Linked DNA regions of Rattus norvegicus: region 2 is linked to region 1. Evidence: chromatin contacts called from public Hi-C data. All regions are on one chromosome and are shown on one strand. Each heading gives the region's core, a stretch centred on a gene start, on an enhancer-like site or on the middle of the called end of the contact. The rest is flanking DNA. Distances are from core to core; before and after follow the strand shown.

Evidence for each region. A called contact is a pair of places that touch in the nucleus more often than the background predicts.
Region 2: a contact with region 1 is called in a Hi-C map of Schwann cells, with 1.8 times the contacts expected there. The contact joins two enhancer-like sites. A contact is called at or near these places in 4 of 12 Hi-C or Micro-C datasets (Schwann cells, hepatocytes, kidney and 1 more).

What each region holds. Positions count from the first base shown.
Region 1 is chr3:175,516,914-175,519,775 of GRCr8, forward strand. No RefSeq gene overlaps it. Among named protein-coding and RNA genes, the nearest start is that of Sulf2, 190 kb to the left of the region's middle. Within about 2 kb of position 1,583, at least 16 of the 93 cell types and tissues checked have an H3K27ac peak or open chromatin away from gene starts, as enhancers often do. A contact at or near this core is called in Schwann cells, where this site is marked.
Region 2 is chr3:175,589,355-175,592,054 of GRCr8, forward strand. No RefSeq gene overlaps it. Among named protein-coding and RNA genes, the nearest start is that of Sulf2, 270 kb to the left of the region's middle. Within about 2 kb of position 1,292, at least 13 of the 93 cell types and tissues checked have an H3K27ac peak or open chromatin away from gene starts, as enhancers often do. A contact at or near this core is called in Schwann cells, where this site is marked.

The DNA of each region.
Region 1 (2,862 bases), core at 333-2,832:
GGAATGAATGATGTTAGCTCAAGCCTGGTCTTAGAGGACATGGGCTGGTCAACAAAGATGAATCCAGAAACAGGAAAAGGCACAAACATGGGCAAACGTCTCTAAGAACCCAACCTCAGAGTCCCTAGAAAATTCCGAAGCTTTGGCCACGCTGGGCTCACGAGTCAGCACACAGTGACAATTACGTGAACTGTGTGGCGGTCACCCATGGGCCTGGGATCTCTAGTTTGGTGGTACCACCCCTGTTCCCTCGGCTCATTCATGCCCCGTCCCCAGCTGTGGACACAGCAGAGTTTATTCTGCTCCGATTTGCAAAGAACGCTCACCTGTCTTTTTCTTTTTCTTTCTTCCTACCAGTTACTTTCCATGCTCACGCGATCCAGGATCCAGTGTTTAGACAATATTTCTTTATATATACAAAGAAATGAGGCTAAAACACACGCAAAGCTAGGCAGGTCCCTCTCTGCCCACAGGGCTCCTGTAGTATGAAGAGGAGTTTCCTCCTGCGGGCTCAGCCTCTGCCCACCATGTAGAGTGAGTGAGGACACAAGGCCCAGCCGGGAAACAGAGTGGCCGAGCAGAGAAAGGCTGCGTGTGAAGGAGCATGGACCTGGGCAGTGCAAAGCCAGGGCCAAAACCGATCCAGCAGTCATGCCAGGGTGCAGCCTGCACAAATTCAGCAGCTCCTGATAGCATCGTCTACAGGCCTCGACATGCTGACTTGTCTGTGTGTTCATATGTGGGTTCAAGACGGGAGCAGAAGCAAGGTACACACAGGGAAACTGGAGGGGGCAGAGTGGGACAGACTGAAGGACACAGGAGGGGGGGAGGTGAGGGAGGATGCAGTTCTAGAAAGCAAGGAAAAGCAGAGGGAGGTGGGGGCAGAACAAGAGCTGCAGGAGTGGGAGGAGAAATTAGGATCGGGCCACTGAGGTCTCTAGCATTCAATGCTGGTGAGGGTTCACATCCCCAGAATGTTCTAGCAGCTGCTAAGTCAGGTGACAGTAATCCTGGGCTCCAACTGCCAGACTACCAGACCCCATGCCATACACACATCATCCAGGGCCTCTGGGTCTCCTGAGTACAGTTCACTGTGCCCACCCAAGAGACACGAGGCCTGGCATTGTGGAGTCAAAGCCAATGGCTCTCCCCAGGAAGCGGGAGGGACCAGATGTGCTTTTGTGGTCTCCATGGAGACCTGCCAACTAGGCGTCCTCCAAGGGCAGAGGCCTCCGAGCTTTAGTTTTTGACCGGCTTTTGATAGAATGCACACATTTTAAGCAAATCTGCTAGGCACGTGAAAGACCAAGGCGCCCTCCCAGCTACAGGGGCCCCAGCCGACCAGCACACCCAGAGCACCGACAGACAGCCGCGTGGCTGCCTCGATAGCAGTGGGCGTCACAGGTGCAGCTTTTGGGTTCTGCTCCGCTCCACCTGCCATTGTTTAAGCCTGCCAGCTCCGCTTCCAGCAGGAAGGCCCCGTGGCTCTGTCCTGGGTGAGAGGAAGAGTAATGACCTCCATGTGGCTTGAACAGGAAACAAAGCCAACCGGGCGAGAGCAGAGATGACTCAGAGAGTAGGAGTCTATTCATTTAGTCAGCAAAACCCAGGCCTTCTGAGAGCCAAGCCTGAGCAGGCAGCGCACAGTCCCTTCTCTAGGGCGTTGGATGCTCAGACATCAACAGCTGACGGTGACTCCCAGCCGAGGAGACAGAGACCACAGGTTAGAGAATGATGAGGATGAGGGGACAAGAAGAAAAGCAGTTGTGAGCAGTTGACACATGAGAAGGGACCTGAATGAGGAAAAGGAGCCAGATGAGAGTACAGGGAAGAGAGACCCAGGAGAAGGGAACAGCCAGGACGGAGGCTCAGAGTCCCCCAGCTGCTGGGGCACTTGGCCACGAAGATGGAGGATCTCCATCCCTCAGAAGGGCTCCTCCCTTTTTCTTTAAGGGTTTGTGAGGGCTGAGTGCCACAGGATCCCCCTCACACTAACCTGTCTATCAGCTTTCAAACAGGCCCTCTAAAACCCCAGAAGCAGCAGGTCCCTAAGGCCAGCAAGTTCCCAGCATCAGCCCCCATTCCAGGGGCAAAGCTGTTCCCCTCCCCCATGTCTCCTCCCATCAGCTTTACAACAACCCACATGCAGAGAGACGCCAGCTAGGACATCATTGCCCAACCCTTCGCTCTGCTGACAGAGCCTGGCAACTGTGTGTCTGGAGACCACCCCGAACCACCCACAGAAGGTCTCTTGGGAAATCCCTACGCTGGCTCAGCCTTGAGCTGATGGCTTGCTAAGAGCTTCAGACCTAGAAGGATCTGTCCAAAAACCCATATGATTAAAAAACTCCCAGACCTACACTCCCCTCCTGTCCTCTGGGATGAATGACTCTCAGGTGACATTTGGGGTAGTCTGATGGCCCAGGTCATTTTGGTCTGGGGGATGTTCTGTGTCTCTGTCTAGCTGTCCCCTTCCCTCCTCCTTCCCGCTCCTTCTCTTCCTGTCTCACTCCCTTCCTCCACCCCTTGCTTTCCACAGCTCTGAAATCACCAGCAGGGTTTGCAGCCTGGGTTCTTCCCAGATGGGAGGAGCCACTAATTTCATCTCTGCTCATGAAGAGTCAACAGATTCTTATTGGTGATATTGGAATTTGAACATGAAATGTGCCCCATTGGCTATGGGTTTAACTGCTGGGCCCCCGACTGGTGGTACAGTTTAGGAAGGTTAGAGCTGTTGGGAAGTGGAGTCTCGGAGGGGTGGATCCTTGAGGTTTTATAGCCCGGCTCCACGTCTCTGCTTCCTGATACAATGTAACCAGCCAGCCTTCGGTTCCCTGTCTGCTCCCATGCCTTTCCTGTGTC
Region 2 (2,700 bases), core at 42-2,541, 72 kb after region 1:
GTGCGTGTGTGTCCTCACCACTCTTTAGGCTGGGGCAGCTACTATGAGGTTGTTTTTGCCTATGCCCTGTGAGCAGGTCAACGGCCAGTCAGAGCCAGCAGCCAGAAAGCCTAGGTGACTTTCTTGAAACGCGTGTCAAGAGGCAGCCAGGTCCCCAACCCGAGTGAACAGTGCACAGAGACGCCTGTGTCTCAGGGATGGGAACACAGCAGTGATAAGAGAAAAGTGTCACTCATGGTCAGTCTTCAGGACTGGGGGAATCTCTCTTTCTGCAACATATACTAACCGATCCTGGCTCATGCACGGAGTCGTGTCCACCTATTTGAACTTCTGAAGCAAAGTCTGAAAAGTCCTACTATGTGTGTCTTTCTTTGGCACGTAGGCTTTCATACATGGCACCTTAGTCCTTCTCTTGGTTCATCTCACAGATGCTTTTAGGATAGATGCTCTGTGAACTGTCTAGCTTGTGTGCTTGGCTCAGTGCCTGGCTTCCAACGAGCACCAGCGCTGCTAACAGGCCACGTCCTGACGCCTGCCACTGCCCTTGAGCACCGAGTCTGCGCTCACTAGGACGGTCTTGGCACTCATGGTCTCTGACAGTTCTCAGAAATCCAATTTTCTGCTTTGACCCAGGGTCAGAGACTCTGGTCAATAAGCAAGAAGAGTGTTCATCAAAAATTGCCTTAAATAAGAACGTGAACAGAAAGGGCACTGCAAGGGAAATACCACATACAGTGAATGCGGAGCCCAAGAGACAGCTGTTAGTCCAGGAGACTTGGAAAAACAGATTAGCAGGACAGAGGGACATGGCCTGGCACCCAGTACTGCCCCGAGCATGTGTCACCTTCCCCTGCTGACTTAAGGACCCTGGTGGCTGGTGGGAATCTGCACTTTAACTCAGAGTTTCTCACACAGTGGGCTGTGATCCCCTTTGCCCGCTTTCACAGAGGTTACCTAAAACCATCAGAAAAGGCAAATATATACATTAAAATTAAAATGTATACATTAAAATTCATAACAGAAGCAACGTTACAGTGGTGACACAACATCGAAACAATTTTATGGTTGAGAGAGGGTCACCACAATATTAAAGTGTTACTATGTATTAAGCCGCATTGGGAAGGTTGAGAGCCACTGCTCTAACTCAACATTGTATCCAAACTCCATTGTACACCACGGCCAAGGGCAGCACCACGGACAGTCTCCCTGTGACCCGGGAGGCTTCATCTCCGTGTCCACAGCCTCGGCGGACCCAACACCAGCACTGCCTTTGAGCTTTGAGTAGAGCCAGAGTTTCCGTCATAACTATCTCTGAAGGTCAGCCAGCTCAGCCTGGAAACTTCTCGAGCCACAGCGTCACCACATTCCAATGCGGCTTCAATTTCTCCAGCGGTTTCTTCAGGGGAAGGCTAATTGAAACCATGCGAAGTCATACAGGCACTCTGTCTTAAAGATGCAGGGAATGTGAAGAGAGACACTGGATAATGGAGTGACTCTTGGGGGAAGGTGCGTGTGTGTGCTCATGCGTGTGGAGGCCAGAAATTGGTGTTGGGTATCTTTCTCAATCATCTCTCCAATTTTTTATTCTTTTTGGAAACAGGACCGCTTGCTGAACCCAGAGCTCACTGATTGGCTAGGCTGGCTAGCCAACAAACTGGGGAAGGGGGTTCCTCTTTCCCTGTACCACCACCCCGCACAGGGCTCCCACGCCTGAACTGTCCATGGCTTCTGGGAATCTGAACTCAGGTCCTCAGGCTTGCACTGCACACACCATATCCACTGAGCCATCACCTCAGCCCCTTTGGTGACTCTTCTCTTGGAGTCCCCTATGCATCAAGGTTGAGTGGTATCTGACCCCCCTCTTCCTTCTCCTGGACAGACGAGTGCCTGGAGTGCTGTTGTTAGCCACCCCTTTCCGGCTGAGACGCCTAATACACATTTTAAAGTTTAAGAAATGTCAAAGAATCCTGTCCATCAGGAATATTGGTTACACGCGACAGGAAACCAGAGTGAATGGCTTTAGAGGAAGGGAATTAAGCATCCATCTCTTAATAGCTTTAGGAACAGCTATAATGAAGTCACCAGAGCCCAACTGTCAGAATCCTTGGCTCCTCTTTGTTTCCTCTCGGGATCATTCCTAGAGCATCTCTTGCTCCCACTGTACGATGACAGCTTAACCCAGTGGGGAAAAGTCTCTGCCCTTCCCTAAAGCCACAAGTCTCCATGTACCTCCCTGGCCCTTCGTGTGTCATGGGCTTTTCTCTGAGTCAATGAGAGGAGCTGAAGGGGGAAGAGCTAGTAGCCTCGGCCACTTGACAAAGGATTAGTCCAGCCCTCCATGAGAGGGAAACTGGGAAGAGGCTGGGCTGCCTTCTGGGTCGTCCCTGCAAAGATCATGCATTAGAGTTGTAAAGGGAGGTGAGGTGTGGAGAGGTACGGCCCCAGGGTCCTCCTGTCTGAAGATGAAACTCTTCACCTAGATGAGTTCTCAGATACTGTGAGCTCAGAGAGCCCTCTTTGTGAGAACACACAGGCCATGGCAGTACAGAGACAGAAGACCCTAAGAAATGACTGGGGGTGAGAAAGTGGATTTTCTAAACAATAGCATAAAAAGGACGTGGTCACCAAGATCAGGGAGAGTCAATCGCTAACAACAGTAGCCAGCTCAGGTCCGATAGACAGCTATGGACTGACAGCAGG